Linked DNA regions of Sus scrofa: all the other regions are linked to region 1. A link is a contact called in public Hi-C data. All regions are on one chromosome and are shown on one strand. The core of a region is the stretch at or near the end of the contact, and the rest is flanking DNA. Distances in the headings are between cores, read along the strand shown. Region 1 has its middle 44 kb from the start of A4GALT. Region 2 overlaps TCF20 (transcription factor 20). Region 3 holds the start of PACSIN2 (protein kinase C and casein kinase substrate in neurons protein 2).

What was found. Hi-C and Micro-C count contacts between places; a contact is called where the count stands out from the background.
Region 2: a Hi-C map of embryonic fibroblasts shows a contact between it and region 1, with 2.9 times the contacts expected there. The contact joins two enhancer-like sites. A contact is called at or near these places in 2 of 47 Hi-C or Micro-C datasets (embryonic fibroblasts and subcutaneous adipose tissue).
Region 3: a Hi-C map of embryonic fibroblasts shows a contact between it and region 1, with 2.0 times the contacts expected there. The contact joins the promoter of PACSIN2 here to the enhancer-like site in region 1. A contact is called at or near these places in 3 of 47 Hi-C or Micro-C datasets (embryonic fibroblasts, heart right ventricle and undifferentiated spermatogonia) and 1 of 2 datasets of contacts at active chromatin or transcription factors (alveolar macrophages).

What each region holds. Positions count from the first base shown.
Region 1 is chr5:6,125,789-6,129,589 of Sscrofa11.1, forward strand. No RefSeq gene overlaps it. Among named protein-coding and RNA genes, the nearest start is that of A4GALT, 44 kb to the left of the region's middle. Within about 2 kb of position 2,188, at least 18 of the 83 cell types and tissues checked have an H3K27ac peak or open chromatin away from gene starts, as enhancers often do. A contact at or near this core is called in embryonic fibroblasts, where this site is marked.
Region 2 is chr5:6,435,064-6,438,864 of Sscrofa11.1, forward strand. All of the region lies in intron 1 of TCF20 (transcription factor 20), which reads left to right. Among named protein-coding and RNA genes, the nearest start is that of TCF20, 6.7 kb to the left of the region's middle. Within about 2 kb of position 1,873, at least 55 of the 83 cell types and tissues checked have an H3K27ac peak or open chromatin away from gene starts, as enhancers often do. A contact at or near this core is called in embryonic fibroblasts, where this site is marked.
Region 3 is chr5:5,851,180-5,854,980 of Sscrofa11.1, forward strand. PACSIN2 (protein kinase C and casein kinase substrate in neurons protein 2) reads left to right here and starts at 2,198. Exons shown (of 11, transcript XM_021091423.1): 1 at 2,198-2,370.

The sequences.
Region 1 (3,801 bases), core at 938-3,437:
TATGTGTCCTGTCTAATTGCGTGGGTCAGTGCCCCCAGAGCACCATTAAATAATGGTGCTAGCCTCGCTCCTGAACTTAATGGAAAAGCATCTGTTGTTTCACCAGCCAATATCATGCTGGTTTTTTGTGTCATATAGTTATATAGTCATATGGTTTGGTGTCATTTCATGTTAAAGCATATGATCTGTTCCTGTATTAATAGGGTCTTTTTCTGGGAGTTCCCATCGTGGCGCAGTGGTTAACGAATCCGACTAAGGAAACTTGAGGTTGCGGGTTCAATCCCTGGCCTCGCTCCGTGGGTTAAGGATCCGGCAACACCGAAAGGTGTGGTGTAGCTTGCAGACCGAGGCTCAGATCTCGTGTTGCTGTGGCTCTGGCGTAGGCCGGCAGCTGTAGCTCCGATTAGACCCCTAGCCTGGGAACTTCCATATGCCGTGGTACGGCCCTAGAAAAGACAAAAAGACCAAAAAAAAAAAAAAAAAAAAAAAAAAAAACAGTCTTTTTCTAAAATTAGGACTGGATGTCAGGTCTTATCAAATCCCTCCTTAGCATCTAATGAGATACTTTTCCGATATTTCTCCCACAAAAAACACATTTGGTGAAAGAGAGGATTCTCTTCCCGTTCAGCAAATGAGGCTCACAGAGGTCAAGTCAGTCGCCCAGGGTCACACATTGGGCAAGTGACAGAGCTGGGGTCTCTTTCTTCGAGCCCATGCTCTTTGTCCCTGTCCTCCATGCCGTCTGCTCTGAATGCCGGTGACCGGGCAACTCTCGGGACATCCCGCGTCCCCGGTTCCCTGCCAGGCCTTACCCACCCCTTGCCACTGTCCACATAGTCTCTGCGGCCCCCACGGCTCTGCGGTCCTGCCGGAGAAGCTGGCCCAGCTCAGCAGCCACTCATGTCTCACCCGTGACCCCAGCTTAACATATGAGACTGGCTTTGGGCCACTGGGGGATATCTGGCAGGCCCGGGGTCACGAAAAGCAGGAGGGCAGAAGAAAAAGACATCTTTCTCCCTTCCACCAGGCTTGATAAAAGAGGGAGGAGCAGGAGTTGCCATCGTGGCTCAGCAGTTAGAGAACCCCGACTAGTATCCATGAGGATGCAGGTTCCATCCCTGGCCTCACTCAGTGGGTTAAGGATCTGGCGTTGCATGAGCTGTGGTGTTGGTCTCAGACACGGCTCGGATCCGGCATTACTATGGCTGTGGTGTAGGCCGGCAGCTGCAGCTCCGATTCGACCCCCTAGCCTGGGAACCTCCATATTCCACAGGTGTGGCCCTAAAAAAAAAAAAAGAAAAGGAGGGAGGAGCAGCTGGCCGCCTCCACGCAACTGCATGGCTTCACAGGGTGGATCTGAAATGGGCAGAGGGAGCAGCTTCAGGTTTCCATCTGGGCTCAGACCAAGAGCCTCAGTTCAAGTCCACCCTGGTCATCCCGGGCCTCGGCCTCTGCTTTGCTGTGTGATCTGGACAGGGCCCCAGCTCTGTGTGCCGAGGCACAGGGACACACCAGGAGGTCCCTCAGGGGTCTGGGTGGGAACACGAGGCAGGCAGCAGAGAGGAGCCTCCCCTCAGGACTAGTGTTGATTCTGGCGACTCTGCCCTAGGCCATATGTTTTGCAGACATTGTCTCATTTGATTTAAATTAATTTATTGTAATTACATCCTCAAAATAATCCCACCTGGAAGATGACCAGGTCCGCTCAGTGTTGAGTGCTTTACTTACCATCTCATTTACCCCACTTTGCAGATGGGGAGGCTGAGGCCCAAGGAGGGAAAATAACCTGCCTGGAGTGGTTCAGGGTGGTAGTGACATGAAAGTCAAAGCCGGGGTCGCCTGCCTTTGATGGCAGTGTAAGTATTCCAGCCTTCTGAAGATTTTCTGAGACCTGCAGGGTCACCGTGAGGCTTTGTCATCCTGTCACCCCTTGGCCACACCAGTAGAAACAAGTGGGGCAGAGGTGGGGCTGGGGGTAGGGAGAGACCACAATTAGCTGAGGGACTCCTGGGATGGAACCTCACTTTATAAATGACAAAACTGAGAATTCCAGCAGCCTGCCTGAGCCCGGAGCAGGTAAGTCATACAGGCTGGATTCAGACCCGGTTGCCTGACTGGTCCACGTGGTGACTTCCTGACCATTTGGGACGAGATAGCTACACAGCTCGCCTCTCTCCTTTTTCAGCGTTTTTTGCAATTCTCACATCGTCCACCTGGGGGCGCTGGATAACAAGGCATCGGCAGGATTCTAGCAGGGCGATCTGTGTGACATGGCCTCCAGGGCCCTCAGTTCCTTCCTGCTCCTCCTCCACACCCGCCCGGGAGCCCAGCAGGCCCCAGGTGACATCTTTTGCTTCCCTTCCCAGCCCTGAATGTGAGAGGCCAGGCCTGTGCTGCTCAAGGTAACCCATCTGGCCTAGATCAGGACAGAGGCCGTCTGGCCCCAACTCACCCGGGGGCCTCTCACCTGACCAGCAGGCCCCAGGTCCTGCCCCCTCGCCTCTTCCATCACCAGAACTCCTCCTTGTCCTTCTCCGTCTTTGTTCTAAAGCTGAGGGTTCAGACACGTGACCGTGTCTTCCCGGGGCTGCTCACAGGCTCAAGGGAGAAGCTTAGCCTTCCCTCCCCCTGGGCGCTCCCCCATTTCCCTCTGGAAGCACCTGTCTCTGGGCCTGGGCCCTGTTCCTCAGCTCCTCCAGGGCAGGTGCACAGAGGCCTCCTGACCTGCCGTGTGCTGAGTGCATCAACAACGCGAGTTCCCCTTGTGGGTGGACAGGTGGGTCCAGGCATCACACGGGCTCTGCAGGACAGGAGCCCAGAAGCACAGCAGTGGGTCCTCTGCCTCTGGCCTTCCCAGCAGGAGTGGACTTTCTGCTCACCAGACGCCAAGAAACTGACCATGAACCCAGAGTGGCCAGATCCTGGTTTATAGAGGGACATGCCTGTGGGGGAACCTGCCCAGCTGGCCTGAAGGTGAGCACATCCCATGGGGGCCAGGGGGCCCTTGGGTCACTTAGTGCCATGTGGATGTGACATTTCCTAACACAGACTCTCACAGAGAGAAAACTACCTTTATAAGGAGGTGGAGAAAAAACTTCAGTTCTGTGCCGGACGCACGGCTCCCGGCGTAACTCGCCACTCAGGCTGAGCTCGCTTTTTATCCAGAGAAGAGCAGGCCCCGCTCTCGGGCCTCTGGCCACAGTGACAGCTAGAATGCTGTTGTTATTTCCACCGTGTGTATCTTTAGGGCTACTTTCTATTTCTGGCAAGTGACACTTTTTCTCTGCTTGAGATGCCATAGTTTCTTCCTTTCTTTTTTTGTTTCTCACTTTCTTCCTTCCTTTCTTTCTCTCTCGCTTTCTTTTTTTTTTAAGGCCACCCTTGGGGCAAATGGAAGTTGCCAGGCTAGGGGTCCACTTGGAGCAGCAGCTGCCAGCCTACACCAGAGCCACAGCAACACGGGATCTATGCCACGTCTGCAACCTGCACCACGGCTCATGGCAACACTGGATCCTTAACCCACTGAACAAGGCCAGGGATCAAATCCACACCCTCATGGATACTGGTTGGGTTCTCAACCTGTGAGCGACGATGGGGACTCCCATAGTTTCTTTCTTAAGGAAAAAAGTGAATCGATTTAAGGACATGGAAGCAGAGGGGCTCAGGCAGAACTAACCTCCCCCAAGGCCCTGGAATGGCTGGAGTTTGGGAAACGGCACGTGTGCCTTTCTGAGCCTCCCACCACCTGCTAGGTGGTGTTGTCCCCTCGCACAGGTGAGGAAACTGAGGTCTCAAGCTGAG
Region 2 (3,801 bases), core at 623-3,122, 310 kb after region 1:
ACCCGAGTGGGCTGAGGACGAAGGGGAAGGAAGGGAAGAATGACGGGGCAGGACACTCTAAGGAAAAGGGCTTCCTTTTCCTTCATGAATTCAATCAAGAAGCTGAGGGTGCCCCCAACAGCAAGTGGAAGCTCTCATGCGTCTTTCTGTGTTTGCCCAGAAAACATGCGTCTGTGCCGAGAGTTCCCCCTTGCCCTCTGTAGCTCTGACTTAAGCAGAAGCCAGCTCTGGTCTTTTAAGTTTTGGTGCCAAAGAATTTGAAAATGAAACTCACAGAACAATGGGAACGGCCAGAGGGCAGGGCTTGGCTGCCTGTTCAGCTCTGCCCCGGAAGAGACCGGCACCCCGCCTGGCATGCAGGAGGTGCTGGGGAATCAAGTCTCCAAGAATAGCCTTGACCCACATTGGAGCCAGCCCCCACTTTGTGTGATTGGACAGAAGCCAGGAGAATTCACTGCCTTCCCCAACCACATCCTCCGGGGGTGCCGGAACCAAACGCAGGCCCTGCCTCAGATCCCGTTGTGGGGGGCAGGCACTGTCATAGCCAAGACCCTCTTGGGCAGCCCAAGGCAAGGTGACGTGTCAGTGTCCTCTGGTGAGGGGGGAGAGGTGAAAAGGTAGAGCCAGGCCCTGGAGAGCTGTGGACCTCAAATATACTGAAACTGGGCCCCAGGCCACACCTGGTTCCTATCAGCCTCCACCTGCTGCCCAAAGCACTCTTCTTGGCAATTCCAATTCACTTTCAAGTTGGGTTGCTTCAGGAAAGGAAGCCACACACTCCCTTAACATCTAGGACAGATGGGGGCCTACATTAGAATCAGCAGTTTTAGCCAAGAGACAGCTAGTCCAAACTCTCCTCCTTCCCATTGCACCAAGGGGAAACTGAGGCCCAGAGAGGGGAGAGAATTTGCCCGGGTCTCTGGGTGAGTCAGAGGGAGAATCACAAACACTCCAAACACACTCCACCCTCACTGGCCTTCTCACTTTGGACAGCAGTGGGTTCATGGTGCAAACATCTCTCTGGTTGTTCTACAACTGAGATTTTCTTTAAAAAAAAAGTCACCCATTTTTTTGCTCCATAAAACATACATGAGGTTTGCAAAAGAAGGCTGGGAACGGCCTGAGGCCTTGGCACCGCAAATCCTCCACCTTGTCTCCAAATTAATTCTGGACCCTGAGTCCAGCCAGCCAGGCGTGGCAGCTTTTTAATTCCGCCTCAGGTGAAGGCAACTGGCATTTGGTGAGCATCTATTTTACACACGAAGTTGATGGGCCTCCCCTCTTTCTTGCTCTTTTTTTTTTTTTTTTTTTTTTAAATTGCGGAGGAAACTGAGGCTCGAGAGGGCCCAACTCATTCATCCAAGGACACGCGGCACCAAGGGGTGGAGGCAGCAAGGAAACTAGGCCTGCGGGCCCGGAGCGCGCTCGGTGGGCAGAAGCCAGCCCCACCAAGCAGGTCATCGGGAGGGAGAGTGCCCTCGCCCGCGGGCTCCGCAGGCTGCCCGACGAGCGATTTTGGCGTTGGAGGCTCCAGGGAACTCCAGAAATCCCAGGGAGAGATTCCGGGCCACCAACTCCCCAGAAAGTTGGCTCGCGGCCACTCCCAGGACGGCCGGGAACTGCGGGCCAAGATGGCCCTGGGCGAGGGGCGAGACGCTCGCGCTCCGCGGGGCAGTTGCCCAGGGGACCCCCCGCGCGACCCGGGCCGCGGGGCCGGGGGACAGCTCTGGCCCGGCGCGCGCAGGCCTCGGCGCCGCCGCACGCGGGTAGGCACGCGCGCGCCCGCCGGCCCCGCCCCCTGCTGCCCCGCCCCCGCCGCGCGCACCGCCCCGCCGCGCGCCCTCCCGCCCGCCCGCGCGCCGCGGCCCGGAGCCTGCCGATTGGCCGCGCGCCGTCACCTGACGCTCTGTTATTTCCTGTGTGTTGGGAGAATGGAGAGAAAAAACCCCGAGCCCAGCCGCTTTCGGCCCCTGCGAGGCGGCCGCGGCCTCCGCCGGGGGAGCCCACCCTGAGGCGCGCCCGACCCGGGAGCGAGCGCGCGGGCCGGAGCGAGCCTCGAGGGGCCGCGGCCCCGGCCCGCCCCGCTGCCGGCCGGGGCGCCAGAGCTGGAGGCGGCGGAGGCTCCCCCACCCCCACCCCGCGCAGCGCCGTCCGCCGCCGCTCCCTCCCCTCCCGCCCCCGGCAGAGGCCGAGGGACCGGGCGGGGGGCTCCGGCAGGTAACCGCCGCCAGGGCCTGAGGGGGAGGGGCAGGGGTCAGGGCTGAGGGGCCGGGGCCAGGCCGGGGTGTCCGGTCTGTGGGGCTGAGGGCAGAGGTCTTTGCCTGGCCCGACCTGGGAGTGCTGAGCCCCTGGACTCCGAGGCTGGGACTCGGGTGCTGAGGGGACTGTCCCTGACCGGCCCGGCCCGACCCGTGAGTGCAGAGAGGAGCGGCCTGCCCTGGCCTCGGGGCGCGGAGGGGAAAGGGCCCGGCCCGGCATCAGGGCGCTGAGGGGACTCGGTCCGGCCTGGGACTCGGGCAGGGCTTGGGCACCGGTCCTAGGCGGAGGGTGCCGGGGGGAAGGTACCTGCTCGTCGCAGCCTCGGCTGCAAAGGCGGCGGGTGTGAGCGGGCGGCGCCCGGGGGTCGGCGGGGTCAGCGCCGCCGGCTCCGGGCTCCTGGCAGCGCCGGGGGTCCGGCGGCATCGCCGCTTCGCCGCGGGCAGGGGGCGAGGCGCGCGGGCGGAGGGCCGGGCTTGGGGAGGGGCCGGGCGGGCGGGCCGGCGGGAGCGGCGCTGGGGCGCCTTGGCGCCGGAGCGCGCCCCTGCCGGGGGAGGGCCGGGGGCCGGTCGATTGCCTTGCGAACACCTGAAGCCATGTGGACGCGGCCGCTTCTTGCCTCTTGGGGGCGGAGGGCAGGTACCGGCTGGCCCGGCGCAAGGTCCCGGCGCTGGGGGCGGGGAGCAGAGCGGAGGACACACTTCCTGCGTGGGGTTTTCTCCCCCTCCCCCGCCGCGGTGTGCAGGGCGGGGTGTTTGATCCGGTGGTCCGCTGGTGCGAGCGTACGCTCGTTGGGGGGACTGGGGCTCTAGGCTTCTCGCCGTTTTTCGGGTTGGGGGAAGTGGTGGTTGAAGGAGTGGGGTCGATCCGGCCCAGCCCGCCCTGGTAGCGGCGGGAGGTGGAACGTCTCCCGTGCGCCGGGATGGGAGTGGAATTTACAGAGTTGGGGGGGGGGGGCGGTGCAGAGGATCGGCCGCCTTCCTGGGCCTGTGGGTGGGGATTATTGTCTGTGTTTTTGTGGTTGTGGATACTAGCACTGTCTGCAGCCCTTTAGTTCGCCCTTAGGGGACAGACCAAAATTAGGATTCCCCCCGCCCCGCTTTTCCCCTTTGCTTTTTGTTTCCCCCTGGAAGATGAGATGATTCTGGTAACTGCTGTATAAAATGGATGGAATTTTCGAGCTATTATCTAACCGGCAGATCTGCGGATGATAATTGGACCCTTATGTTAACAGCCTCAGTGAGGAGTTTTATAAAACATCTTAAATGGGCTGGCAGCTTGGTGAAGTGGGAAACTGCGCTGAAGTCCGGCCTGGAAGACCAGGAATCTACTTCCAGTTTTGCCACCAAATAAACTATAAGCCTGGCCAAGTTACCTACCTCCCAAGGCTCCAGTTGCTTCATGGCATTAAAAGAGGGCTTCCTTCCAGGTCAAACATTACAGGGGTTTTCGGTATTCCCTCCACCCCCACCCCGTCTTGTGCTTTTGTTTTAGCCAAGGGGGACTTCCTGAAAATGCAGGCTGTCCTCTACCTGACTTTTAAAA
Region 3 (3,801 bases), core at 948-3,447, 270 kb before region 1:
GCCACCACCCCCGTGTCAGACTGGGACACAGACGTACAGAGAGCTGCAGTGACTTGCCCACGTCCCCTCAGTGGGGAAGGAGCAGAGGGAGGACTGGGCTCCAGGCCTGTTTGGATCTGATGGGGGAGGCTGGATGCAACACTGGGAAATGTTTGCGGGGTCCAAGTTGGGATGCTCAGCAAGCTGGTGAGGGGGAGCTCTCTCCTTGGAAGAGCTGCCGGATCAGAGGTGAAAGTCCAAGCGTTGAGCAAGCGTCAAACTGGTGGTGAAAGAAAATGAAAGGAATTTTGTTTTTGCCTTTAGAAGGAAGAGGAGAGAAGAGAAGGGAGCCAGTGTGTAGAGGCTGCCTGGGTCATGTGGCCAGATAGTGACCTCTGGGCCAAGAGGCCCAAAGAGCTCAGGAGGTGTCCTGTGTTGCCAGGCAGTGGCAGGCTAGATGCCTCCTTTTGGGGTTCAGTCTGCAGGAATCCCTGCTAGCCTCACCGGTGGTGTGTATGAAGGGGCTGGTGTGAGTGTGTGCAAACAGAGACAAGGATGATGGCCAGGACCAGCGAGCGTGTGGGCAAGAGCAGGAGGCTGGAGGCAGAGGTGATGGGCACTAATTCAGAAACCATGGGAAAGACTCTGAATCGTCCCAGGGCAGGGAGCAGCAGTGCCCCCAGAATTTATGCAGACCTCAGAGGCCTGGGAGACCCCAGCTGATGGCTGGGCTCTGCACACACTGTTCTGGGTGTTCTGGGTGGCAGAGTGGCCCTGCAGGCTGAGCCCTAGAGGAAGGCAGTGACTTCTTGGCAGTGGCTGGTCCTTGCACAACATGGCGGTGCCTTTCTGGTTCATCTTTCTCACTTATCATCATTAACCATGATGCAGCAGAGCAAATACTTGATTTGTTTAAAGTATAGTTGATTTTTAATGTTTCAGGTGTGCAGCAAAAAGATTCAGTGATTCAGAATACATATATATTCTCATTTGTATGTTCTGACATATATATTCTGACATATATATATGTATATATATTATCTTTCAGAGTCTTTCCTATTGTAGGCTATGACAAGATATTTAAAACAGTTCCCTGGGCAAACCATACCCAGTCGGTTGTGATGGAACATGATGGAGGATAAGGTGAGAAAAAGATGATCTGGGTCCCTTTGCTGTTCAGTACAAATGGACAGAACACTGTAAATCACCTCTAATGGAAAAATAAAAAATCATAAAATTCAAAAAAAGTTGCCTATGCAATATAGTAGGTCCTTCTTGTTTATCTACTTTATATGTAGTAGTGTGTGTATACTTTAATCCCAAATTCCAAACTCATCCCCCCCCCCAAGAACAGATATACTTGAGAAAGGGGAAAACCACTGTTTCTTCTGTCCACGAGAAGAGTTCGCGTTCTTCTAGTCTTTACCTAAAGGTAGAAGCAGTTTTTAGAGGGTCCGACATTTTGAACGGGGCTTTTCCTTTTAACCCTTTAGTTTAAGCGTGTCCCGTGTTGCTGTACCATCCTCGTGATGGTATCAAGTTGGTGGTGTGGAACCAGTTCAGGCCTGGGGTCCGGCTGACCTGCGTTTCTAATCCTGGATCTGCCATTTATTTCCTCTATTCATGTAGAGCCACCCCCAGCAAGTTACCTGGCATGGGTTTCCTAAATCCTCGCGTGGGCTGTGTACACACACACACACACACACACACACACACACACACACACACACTCACTCACCACCCCCCACCTCTGGCCTGCTTAAGCTAAGCCGGCTCAAGTGGAATATATTCTTGCTGCGTGAATCTGACGAAGCCCTGAGGACCTTGGCTTCTGTGAATGCCGTAGGAGAGGAAACTTTCAGAATGTCTAACTTCCCTGAATTCCCAATCAAGTGCGGTGCTACCCTGGCGCGGCCCCCACCCTTGGGTGCCCGCAAAAACCGAAACACTCTGGCTCCGGGGAGTAAGCCTGGCGAATCACAGCTTTGGAGGGACTCCAGGAAAGTGACCCCGGCCGCCCTCTCCTCAGTTAAGTAGGCGCTCCCTATTTGATTGACAGGGGAAGTCGCCAATGACGCCCAGGGGAGGCCCCTTTGGCGCGCTAGGGGGCGTGCCACCTCCGAACTACTCTGGCCCAATCAGGGACGCCTACAGGGCCGTGGGGCGGGGCCCGGCGCCCTGCAGCCAATGGGGCGAGCAGAGCGGGTGCGGCGGGGGCGGGGCGCTCTGGGCTGGCGGCAGAAGCGGCAGCGGCTGGGTAGGGCAGGGCTGGGTAACGCGGCCAGAGCGAGGGCGGGAGCCGGGCCGGAGCCGGAGTCGGAGCCGGGGCAGGAGTCACCGTCGCGGCTGGAGCGGAGTGAGCGGCGTGTTGAGAGGCGAGCGGCGGCCGAGGTGAGGGGCCCACCGCGACGGTTGGGGCGCCGCGGACGGACGCGGGGCGCTGGTCGGCGGCCGGGCCCGAGCCCTGTCAGGCCGCCGCGGCGCGGCCGCGCTCCGCGCCCGAGGGCAGCCTCAGGGGCCGCGCCGGCGGCGCGCGAACTTCCTGTCGCTGTGGGAGGGGGTGTGTTCAGGGGCCACTGCGTTCAGGGGACGTCGGGGGGGCCGAGGGAGGGCGCCCGAGGGCGCGTCGCGGGGCGTCCGGAGGGCGGGTGGGGTGCTTGCGGGAGGCGGGGGCCGGGCGTGCGGGGTTGGGGCGGCGGCGGCGCCGCGGAGGAGCGGACGAGTTCTCGAGTGAGGGCTTCTGGAGGGAGAAGTTGGGGAGCGGGGCCCGCGGGGTCAGAGGGCTGCTGCGGAAGGGCAGGTGGGAGCCCTGAGGAGAGACCTAGCGAGGGGAGGCGGGGAAGTCGAGGGGTGCCGGGGTTCCCTGGGGGAAGCGCGGGCAGGCGCGGGAGGCTGGGGGAGCCGCGTGGGAGCCGAGGGGCCGGGTAAGCGCCGGCGAGAGGAGGGCAGGGCTGGGTCCGAGGGTGGCCTGGAGGGGCGGAGGCGGCCCGAGCAGCCCGGACACATATGCGGATGCGCTCATTTGGGGCCCTTTGATGACCGTCGTCCATTTCCTTCCTTCCCACCCTCCCCTCCCTCTCCAGGCTCAATGTTGTAGGTGAGGCGGGGGCGGGGAGGGGGGTGGGGGGTGGCCAGCCCCTTTTGCGAGCAGGTCCTGGGGCTGGGGACGCAGGCCGGAGAGGCTGGTCGCCCCTGGGAGTTTTCCCAGATTGTCGTTTGGAGCAACGTGAGCGCCCTTCCTCCCGTAGGGTTCCGAGCCTGCCGGGGCATCCGGAGAGGCCTGGAGCGGAGAGGGGGTGCTTTCTGCTGCTCAGTTTCAGTGGCTCAGTTGGGTTTTTAGCTCCAGGAGCTGAAAACGCTGGTTTTCTGTTTTAGACGGAGGTGGTCGGGGGGCGAGCAGCGCTGCCTCCTGGGGATCCCACGGAGCTGCAGCCTTTGAGGATGCTGCTCTTGGGTTGGGTGCCTGAGGGAAGGTGGCCTTCAGGTGGGGCGTGTGTGTCCCTGGGTCTTGATTTCTCTCTTTTACCTCAACTGTCCTGTGTTTTTGTGGTTAAGGAGGGCTGGCTGCTCAGAGTCTCCACGACTACTCATTACACTGTTTACCAAACACTCCCTGGCTGTCCTGATGAAAATCAGGAGACCAGCCCAGAGAATTTAAACCTAGGTTGCAAGCGGTGAGCTCACAAAAATGCCTTCCTTTCTCTGCAGTTGCTTCCTCTCCAGTTATCCCACTGTGCTGAAGTTCTGTTTTAACTCTCCCAGGATTGTCAGGTTGGAGCCAGGGCAAGGGAACCAACCCTTCTTCCCCTTCTTCCCTGAAGG